Regions from separate parts of the Mus musculus genome. Here region 2 is linked to region 1. Evidence: chromatin contacts called from public promoter capture Hi-C data. All regions are on one chromosome and are shown on one strand. Each heading gives the region's core, a stretch centred on a gene start, on an enhancer-like site or on the middle of the called end of the contact. The rest is flanking DNA. Distances are from core to core; before and after follow the strand shown.

Evidence for each region. Promoter capture Hi-C pulls out the DNA fragments that hold promoters and counts their contacts.
Region 2: a promoter capture Hi-C map of 3T3-L1-derived adipocytes shows a contact between it and region 1, with 2.7 times the contacts expected there. The contact joins the promoter of Cwc22 here to the promoter of Sp3 in region 1. A contact is called at or near these places in 3 of 39 promoter capture datasets (the 3T3-L1 cell line and 3T3-L1-derived adipocytes).

The regions. Positions count from the first base shown.
Region 1 is chr2:72,976,567-72,982,004 of GRCm38.p6, forward strand. Sp3 (trans-acting transcription factor 3) reads right to left here and starts at 3,880. Exons shown (of 7, transcript NM_001018042.3): 1 at 3,684-3,880; 2 at 2,921-3,066; 3 at 2,332-2,463. The coding sequence starts at 3,690. It overlaps Sp3os (trans-acting transcription factor 3, opposite strand), which reads left to right and starts at 2,866. Exons shown (of 3, transcript NR_045269.2): 1 at 2,866-3,029.
Region 2 is chr2:77,944,775-77,949,811 of GRCm38.p6, forward strand. Cwc22 (CWC22 spliceosome-associated protein) reads right to left here and starts at 1,582. Exons shown (of 20, transcript NM_001362658.1): 1 at 1,376-1,582.

The sequences.
Region 1 (5,438 bases), core at 2,630-5,129:
AACTTTGCTGCATCATCTCTGGATGCCCATTACAGGTCATTATAGATGAAACCACTGTGTCTGTCTAATCTGTAGCTCTGCACACCCTTGGCCAGGATCCTCTATAAGTTCCAAACTCAAATGGTAAAGTCAGTCTCTAGTGAACACTGGCTTCTCAAGGTACTCATCATCTAGAAATACCAAGCTAAATTGTCATTAGGTTGAGCATCTGCATTTGGCTTTGGACAGAACACATTAATAGATATCTTTGTCTAGAACCTAGATTAGAAAATGAACATTAATGGAAAAATTGGCAAAACTCAAAATCTGTAGCTACCCATGTTAGTGATACACAGATTTGAAAACTGTGCCACAATAAGGCAGCACGGGGGGTAGCTGGGTAAAGGTGAAGGTCGTGACTCTGACACTGGATTTCCTGCTTTGCCCTAAATCTAAAAACATCCCACAACCCTCAAGACACTACGGTCCTCTAGTGATCTCCAGTAATTTTAGAGTACTTAAATATATTTAAGTATAGTTTTAAATATTGAAAATATCTTTTAAGCATTCTGAAAAAAACTTTAAACTACTTTTAAACTAGAAACCAACTTTTTTCCCCATTAATGTTCAGACAAAAATGACAGCTCTCATATTTTTCACCTTATTCAACTTTCAGCTCAGTTTACTTCAACTTTGCTCAAAGTGAAAAATTTGGAAGAACTCAGATTTATCGAGCATCAAACATGCACCAAAAAATTCCAAGTTTAGAGGCTTCTCTAGCAAACTGTATTTTCATATTATTACTTTTACTAAATTCAGAGTGTTCATGTTCATCTGGCAGGAAATGGTGTTCTTAGTAATGTTGTGATAGGTCAGAGATCTTAAAGAAGCCCAAGAACATGACACAAACACATGGCTGGGGTCAGTCTAGTGATCCACTAGAGTTGGAGTCTAAGCATGATGCTTTCAACCCTGTGCTTCTCCTCACCACTCCCCTCCCCATCTGTAAGCACATTCTGAAACTTTGATAGTTACATGAAAAATTGCACTTTATTTAAAGTTTATTTTTCAATTTTACTTCTGAGGTAGTTTATTAAGGAAAACAATAAACTTAATTTGACACTTTGGGACTAGGGAAATATAACTTACTTTAAAAGTTTACTAATCTGCTTAACGTTTCTTTAAATTTAAAAGTTTTCCCAAACAGCTTTTGATATTTTAATATGCTTAAAAAATACATGACATTAAAAATGCTCCCACTGTCCATAGTCTAATTTCAGACTAAAAATATCTATTTACTAATACAGAGTAACAACGTTGAATGACTAGTATACAACAGCTAACTTTTCTAACAGTGACAACTAAACTGACACTACATAAATCGATTGCTATAAACCTCTTAAAAACTTAGTCTTGAGGCGTGTTTTAACTATCTTAACAGGTGAACACACCTTTTCACAGTAAGCTAAGAGCAGCAATGGTCCACACAGATGTAAAATTCACATTGTCTACAGCACCTAATTTTACACTGAGTCTTCACTAAGACTTGCCGCTCCTCTCCACAACCTAGAGGTTCTAAAATTTACAAAAGAATCCCATCAGACTCGTTATAATAAAAATAACATTTAGCCAACCAATTTCAACTCTTAAAAGTATGAAGTGTGCTAACAAGCATGTAAACAAAATGACTTTCATCTACTTTTTAAGATTGATATTCTAGAAAACCTCAAAGGCCAAAGTTATTACTAACTTCAAATTCAAATTTCAATAGCCTCCCAACTATTTCACTTAACCCTACTCAGAACAAAACTAGTGCAAAGTTGGAGTAGTCTGCAAAACGCCAACAATTCTGAATGATCAGGTTAAAAAATAATAATAATAAAAATGTTCGTCCCTGCGTATAAAAGAACACCCTCCTTAAATGATCAAATACCCAAGATCTGGAAACTTGCTCCAGATTCAAAAACTCTAGAAACTAGAGCCATCCTTGCCTCGGTAGGTGATACTATCTGTGACCGATAGGCTGTGCTTGCAAATGTAGTGCAAAGAGCGAGTGAGTTTTCAAGTCCTGATACGAATTACTTAAACATCCATTTTGGAGTCCCGTGCCCACCCCCCACCTCCTCCGTCTCAGACTTCATTTTGTGAGGAATTTTGCGCGCGATGCCGCAGTGACAATCTCCGGAAAGCGCGGGCCGGCCCGGGCTCCCACCGGGGACGCGAGCGAGCAGGGAAGCGCGGCAGAGCCGGACGGCCCGCGCGTGACGGCCGCGCGGCGGCGGGAGGCCTTGGGCTGGCGGGCTGGCGGGCGGGCGCGCCGCAGGCCCGGGATGGCGGGCGGGCGGGACTTACCGCTCCGGCGGCGGCGGCGGGGACCCCGGCGGCGGCGGCAACGGCCGCCTCCTCGTCGTCGTCGCCCGGCGATGGCGGCCCTATCTTGCTGCAGGTAGCGGCCAGCAGAGCGAGCGGTGACGGCTGAGTGTCCTACCCGCGATGGGCGGGTTCAGAGAGGGAGACAGGGAGGGGGGTGGCGGTTAGGGCCGGGCCCGCTCGCACAGGAAGTACGGCTCGCTCCGCGCCTGGCCGCGCCGCCAACCCGGCCCCGCGCTCTCCTCCTCCTCCTCCTCCGGGGTCTGCGGCGCCTCTCCCCGCGCTCGGTGGCCCGCGGCGGACGGCTGCGCGCCGGGCCTCTTCCCTCCGTCCGGATCCCACCCGGGAGGGCGCGCACACTTGCACACTCACACACACACAAACACACACACAAAAAGGCGGCGGGCGGGGGCGCGCGGGCGGGGTCGGAGCGTTGGCGCCTCGGGCGGGCAGCTCCCGGGGCGGGGGAGGGGCGGGCGAGCGCGCGCGGGAGGGAGGGAGGGAAGGAGGGAGGGCGAGGGGAGGAGAAAGCGGCGCGCGGGGAGCCCGGCCGCGCTCAGCCGCTCCTCACCTGGGCCGCCGCCGCCGCCGCGCCGTTTCCGTGCTGCTGCTGTTGCTGCTGCTGCTGCTGTAGATACTCGCCGTGGCCGCCGCCGCCTCCGCCGCCGTCCACGTCCAAGGCAGCCATTTCCTCTTGTTTCACGGGCTTTTCGGGAGCTGCAGGCACAGCGCGGGGGGAGGGGGGAGGAGGAGGGTGGGGTGGGGAGGAAGGCGGGTGCGGGGAGGGAGGGGGCCCGCGAGCCGCGGCCACATTAGTGAGCGCCGGGCGGCCCGGGCCCTGCCCCTCCCCTGCCCTCCCCCCGGCCGCGGCGGCCACGGCGGCGGCGGCGCGCTCCCTCCTCCCCTCCTGCTGCCCCCGCCCGCCGCGGCTGTAACCCTCCTCCTCCTCGTTCCCTCCTCCTCCTCCCCGCGCTGCCCCTGCCCCCTCTCCTCTCCTCTCCTCTCCTCCCCTTTCCCTCCGCGGCGCTCGCTCCTCTCGCACCGTCAGTCACTCGCACACGCCCGCCCGCCGCCGCCGCCCGCGCCCGCACACAGGGGGGATGCGCTCCCGGCGGACCGGGCCGCCCGCCCGGAGCCCGGCGGGCACTCGGCGCTGGGGCTGGAAGGGCTGGACAGCTGGCTGGCGGAGATGGGAGTGCGGCTTTCTGCCTCCGCCGACACTCGGTCGCACGCTCCCGGAGGCCGGGAGCCGGCGGTGGCGGCCCCGGGCTGGCTGTGGGCGGCAGTGGCAGCGGCGGAGGCAGCGAGGGTTGCTCTCTCTCGGCTTTACGTACCGGTCATAGTGTGTTTAGGACAGCTCAGGCGGGGCTCCCCGCCGCCTTACACATGGTGAGAAGCGAAGGCGGCGGCGGCGGGAGAGGATGCGGGAAGCGGCGGCGGACACGGCCGGAGCGGTCCGGGGAATTTTTTTTTTCCTATTTTGATTGACTGTGCGGGAAACACAAAAGGTGGAGCCTCCAGCCCAAAAGGGGGGAAGAGGGCGACAGCCCGCCCGGAAGTTCCGCCCCTCTTCCCGGCTCTCATTTGCCGCTAGGCTCTCCGTCAGCTCTGTTCATTGGTCCGGACGCCTGTCCGTCGCTCGGCCTGGCGGCGGGCTTCCTGTTTGCCCCCGGGTTGAAGGGGAGAGACAATGAGCGGCCGTGGCGCCGTAGGTTCTCCAGAACGGCCCCGGCTCGCGCGTTACCCCGCTGTGCCAGCCTCGTTCCTCGGCTGCGGCTGCCAGACCCGAGGCGCAGGCCTCTTCCACTGGCTGGCCCTGTGTGCAGGCCTCGCCAGGCTGTCGGGGAGCCGAGCTGGGGAGGAAGTCCGTCCCCGGTGGCTCCGGCTCCACTCGACGTCTCCTCCATCCTGGCAGCCGACCGGACTGGATCTCCCCAGGGCCCGGGCGCTCGGAGCTGCGTCTTGCCAGCGCTGCCAGGAGGCCACCGCCGCTCGGCCCCAGGGCTGCTGCTGCTACTGAGCAAACCGGACCCGCCCCACGAGCCCTGGGGGAGGGAGCTGGTATTGGGGGAGACACCCCCTCCGAGGCTGGAGGAGGACGTTTTCACACACATTCAGCTCTTGGTCGCAAGTCGGATCCATCACCTTCTCATCCTCCCGAGCTTAGCCCGTGGTTACCAACCATCTACTTTTGTGGACCCTGGAGGCGGGCACTTAGAGCAAAAAGATATCTCCAGTCCCTTCATAAAGAAAAAAGGTTTTAGTTCTGGCCAGTGATATCAAAGCAGGCTTAGTTATGTTTTTATTCAATGAGATACAGTCACCCTTTAAAATCAGTTTGCTGCACACACAAACTACCTGCTTCTTAACCAAGAAAGTCAGTCAACATTTGTTAAAACAGTACATCTAAAAAGTATCCTTCCTCTTGGGAGCGTTTAGTTACTTTTTTTTTTTTTTTTAAATTTTGTACTTAGTGGTGTATTAACACCCCTTCCTTTGACATCCTCAATGCCTTGCAGTCAGTCATTCAGGAGAAAAAAGTGTTCTGCAAACAACAGACAGAACGTTGTCTATTACCTCTAGATACTTTTGCTTAAGAAAGGTTGAATTTAAGAGTAGGAAACACTATCCACAATACTTTTATTAGAAATCTACCTCAAGCAAGAATAAACATCCCAATTATTGTACTTGTATGTTTTGTATGAGGTTGAAGGCAAAGCATTTAAACTAGCTTTGTATACACGAACTTGAAAATTCATGGGGGGGAGGGGCAGTGCATACATCGGTTTCAGAAGCCTTTTTGGACTTGTTTTTTTGTTTTTTGGTTTTTTCTCGTTGGTTGTGGTTTTTGTTTTCAAGACAGTTTCATGTGTAGCCTTGGTTGTCCTGAAACTGGATTTGTAGACCAGGTTCACCTGGAACTCACAGAAACCCACCTGCCTCTGCCTCCTGAGTACTGGGATTAAAAGTGGGGGCCATCTCCGCCAACTACTTCGTGGTAATTTTTAATACAGTGACACATGTTCTCTTTCTCTTGTGTCATGCAAGCAAGAACAGTCTTTCAGGGCCAAAAACCAGATAACTCAAAC
Region 2 (5,037 bases), core at 332-2,831, 5.0 Mb after region 1:
GGAACAGATCTTGGGGGCTAGCTTGAGGAATGTGATCTAACGGTTTTTAACAAGACACGGGGACTTGGGAAGGAGAGCCTTGTCCACCACATTCAAGCTGGCTAGAGTTCCTGCAGTAATTTCAGACTTACAGAGAAAACAAGGGAAATCTGACAGAAAAACCCTCAAAGACATTAGTTCCAATCTGCTGTATTACCGATAATCACTTCTTTCTGGAACTGGTCTATTTCCAGACTGAGTCTGACTGGGCCAGTCATGAACAAGGTAGGACTCAACTAAAATAACCAGTCTAAACCCGGCTAGCCCACACCTTTAATCCCAGCACTCAGAAAGCAGAGGCAGGCAGAACTCTTTAAATTTGAGGTCAGCCTGCTCTAAGGAGTGAGTTCCAAGACAGTCAAGACTACACAGAGAACAGGAAAAATAAATAAACAAAAGGCAGTTTAAATACAGAGCACAATTAACAGAAAAGGTAGCTCATTTTCACATGTATGGATCTTTTTTGCCTTCATATACATATAGGGACAGTTCAAGTTGCTGGTGCAAGTGGCTATCAGCAAGCAGGTATCCAGTCCCCTGAATCTGATATTATAATTTGTTGTGATCCATCTTGTGGGTGCTTGGATCGAACCTAGATCCCTCTGAAAGAGTGCTTTTAACCACTGGGCAAACTCACCAACGGCTTGCCGGGGCTCAGTTACTGTTTCTATTAATACCTTTCCCCAAATTATTCTTCCGGGGGGCGGGGGGGCGAGTTAAGTGGCTACAATGTATCAAAAAAGTCTTGCATTTAGAGCAGGTCAAACAGCTGGCACAGTGCTGTTTGTACTGTAGGGCCTGCAGCTCGCTAGGGGCAGGAACTGCAAACCCATGTTTGGAAGTTGCAAATAGTAGAGGCTTTTAGAGTTAAGGTTAACTACGTATGCGACCTAAACACAGAAGATGCGAAACATGGATCACTAGGGCTAAACATGACAGGGGTTCAGTCAAGTCAATGAAAACGATCCATAAATGAAAATGTAATAGAATTGGCTACTGGGATAAGCTGGAATGAGGCAAACGCGTTACCAGAATTTATTAATGCCAGCCCCGGGACGCCGACTGGGGACGCGACCCAGGGTGCTCCCAGGAGAGGTGTTCACCGACAACCCAGACCAAGGCCCAGACACGCACGCCCCGCCGCCGGCGCTAGGCCCAGCCGGCTCACACGGCACCTCGCGGGCCGCCGGTGGAGACGGCGCAGCCACATGAGGAAAGCAAGGCCCACCGGGCAAGCGCCCACTCGCAAGTCCCTGCCCTCTCCACGCGACCTAGCAACCCGCCGCCCCCACTCTGGCTCCTAGTCTATCCCGAGTCTTCAGAGTTCCGTAATTACCTAAAGCTCCACCGCGCCGCCATCATACCGGAAGAGCGTCAGTTCCCTTTCCCGGGTGAAAGTAGCGCGAGAAATTAGTGAAAAACTGGTAGTGAATTGGCAGGTATGTGATACGATTAATGATAATGCGGTATAGTAACACCTTGAGTCAAAGCAATCCAGCTAGTAACACTGTCATTCCTTACAAAGAACACGAGAAAAGAACATGTGAGTCCGAGTGAACTACAAAGTCCAGCATGCTCTGGCAGCGCGGACGGAAATGAGTTGTAGTTGGACCGCAGTGCATGACGGGAATTGTAGTTCGTTCGGATAGGAGGTCACACTAGAGACACTTTTGAGAGCTAGGTTTTCGAGGCATGCTTCTTATTCTAACACTACTCATCTTCTAAAGCCATAAAAAGTAGCTCTTAGTAGACACCGTAGCTTTTCTTTCTTTTTTTTTTTTTTCAGTGTAAAAGCTTAACACTAAGATACATACTATGAAACTACCGCAGAGGCTTACTATATAATACCTTGCCTGAAAATAATAAAAAAAGTAGCGATCCCTTTCAGATTTTTGACAGAAGCTTTACCAAAAGTCTGTTTGGGAGAAGAGGGGAAAGTGACAAAATGTTTAGTATCTATTAAGTTCCAAGATTTTAAATTCAAGTGAATGGAAGACTATCTGATTATAAATGATATGTTGTAAGGACAGTGAGAAGTAAATTGGAGGCCCAACATGGTGGTGTCTGCCTTTACTCCAAATATTTTGGAGGCTGAGACTGGCACTGTGTGTTCCAAGACATCCAGAGCTACATAATGAGCCCCTGTCTTGAAAGAGAGAGAGAGAGAGAGAGAGAGAGAGAGAGAGAGAGAGAGGAAGGTGAAAAAAGAAAAGAAGCAAGTTGCCTGGCGTGGTGGCACATGCCTTTAATCCCAGCACTCTGGAGGCAGAGGCAGGTGGATTTCTGAGTTCGAGGCCAGCCTGGTCTACAAAGTGAGTTCCAGGACAGCCAGGGCTATACAGAGAAACCCTGTCTCCGAAAATAAATAAATTAATTAATTAATTAAAAAATTAAAAAAAAAAGAAGCAAGTTGTATTTATGATACTTTCAGGGTTGGAATGTGAAATCTGTAACGAGTTTAGAGCACTGGCCTCAATTATACTGTTTCCTTAGTCTTTGATTTTCAGTGTTACCAAAAGGTAAGTGTTAAAGAGCATGCTAATGTGATTGGAAAGCTCTTCCTAAAACAACATCATCTTTATATTTCAAAGTATTTTGTAAACCAGGCCTGGCTTCTCCAAGAATTTTGTTTATTTTTTAAACAGGGACAAGGTCTCACTATGTAGCCCTGGCTGGCCTGGAACTTACTATGTAGACCAGGCTGGTCTTGAACTCACAGAGATCTGCCTGGCTCTGCTTCCTAGGGGCTGGCATCAAATGCCTGGGGCAGTAAGCTCTGCTTCTTTATTATAATTTTAGGGTGATTGAGCTTTCAGCCTTTTCCTAGAGATAGTATGACTTTGTTAGCGTTTCTCCTGCTATAAAGTGACACCATGACTACAGCAATTGTTATATTCAAACAAACAAACAAATGAACAAACAAACAGCCAATCTAATTGGCTTACAACAGAGGTTTATTCCATTATTGTGATGGTGGAATTCATGGTGGGGAGTTTTATGGCATCTAAGTAGTAGGGGGGCTAGAGAAGGAGTTGAGAATTCTATATCTAGATCCACAGACAGCAGGAGAAGACGTTCAAACACTGGCCAGGCGTGGGCATCTGAGAAGCCCACCTCAGTGACACACTTCCTTCCACTGCACCAAGTCTACCTCAACAAAGCCACACCTCCTAATTCCTGTGAGTCTATGTGGGCCATTTTTATTCAAACCCCCACAGGGTGTAAACAAAATAAAAATCCTGGGCTAGGCACTTTAATCCCATAATTTAAGAGGCAGACCTGTGTTCAAGTGTTCAAGGCCAGCCTGATCTATATAGTCAGTTCTCAGCCAGCCAAGGCTACGTAGTGAGCTTTTAATACTAGTACTTGGGAAGCAGAGGCAGATAGCTCTCTAAGAGTTTGAGGCTAGCCTGGTATACAGAGTGAGTTTCAAGCCAGCCAAGGCTACATAGCAAGACCATGTCAAAAGCAGAAAGAAAACAAGGCAAATCAAACCAGCAACAACAATATCAATAAAGCAAAGGGAATAATAAAATTCTAGAGCTGGTCCTCACTGTGTATTAGAGTTTCTAAAAGAGCAGTTTTGATAGAATGAATATATAATAAGAGATGTATCAGGCTGGCTTAAAAGATGTGGTATGAATAATTATCTTAGTTAGGTTTTTATTGCTGTGAAGAGACACTGTGACCATGGCAACTCTTATGAAGGAAAAGATTTATTGGGGCTGGTTTACAGTTTCAGAAGTTTAGTCTGTTATCACAATGGACAGGAAAAATGGTGGCACTTGGGCAGACATGGTGCTAGAGAAGGAGTTGAGAGTTCTACATCTTGATCTGCAGGCACCAAGGAGATTATGTGCCACACTGGGCATAGCTTGAGCATAGGAGATGCCAACAATGACACACTTCCTCCAACTAGGTCATACTTCCTAATAGTGTCACTCCCTATGGACCAAGCATTGATTAGGTCTCTGTGGGCATACCTATTTAAAACACCAAAATAGTCCAAGGACAGCTGCCTCACAGTGGAAGGGGCAAGAATTCTGTTGTTCCTCAGTCCATGAGACTGCAGTCTCTGTATTCCTGTCTGGTGTTGGGAGTCCTGGAAGGCTCCTGGAGAGCTGCTGTTTTTCACTCTGTGTTGGAATCCTCAAGAAGTTGGATTCAATACTGGCAGCAACAGGATAGACCAACCTGCTATTGATGGAGAAGGTGAAGACAAAAAACAGTTTCTCTCCTCCATGTCTTTTTATGTGGGCTGCCCCCAGGAGGTATGGATGAGATTTAGGATGAGTCTTCCTTCTTCAAATGATCTGATTAAGATAATCCCGCAGGAGTGTCCGGGAGCTTTGGTTTTAGTTGATTCTACATATAGAATGTAAGAGTCTTTGATTTGTGAAGAATGATACTCCAGACTCAAATAGTGTGCAACAGGAAAGAGTGTTTATTCTGCAAAGAACCTGCATGCAGGGTTCCACCATACATCAGGATGGAAGACAAAAGTAAGGGCTTTGCAGTGTCAAATGTAAATCCTATTAAGGTAGGAGAGGATGACTCTTAACTTCTTTCCCTTGATTGATTGGCTCTATCTCTAGGGGTATGAGTGTCTTTGTCATTGGTTAAGTGTCTGGGAGATTCTGCGAACTTATGCTGGCTCTATACTATATTATATACTATATACTATATACTATATACTATATACTATACTATACTATACTATACTATACTATACTATACTATACTATACTATACTATACTATACTTGGCTCAAGCTAGGTAGTGGGGCAGCTTTCTGACTGGCTGCCCATGAGGGGTGATTTTATATGGAATTGACTTGCTTTGGACTTGTCCAGTTCTGAGAAACAAAAACCTAGGCCTACTCTCCCAAACTGCCAGTTTGTAGTCTGTCCCGGAGTCAGCCTAGCTCTGGCTAACTCAGGACTCTCAAGTCAAGTTGTCAACTGAGGTTAGCCATCTTAAACTCATGTGTTACAAGAG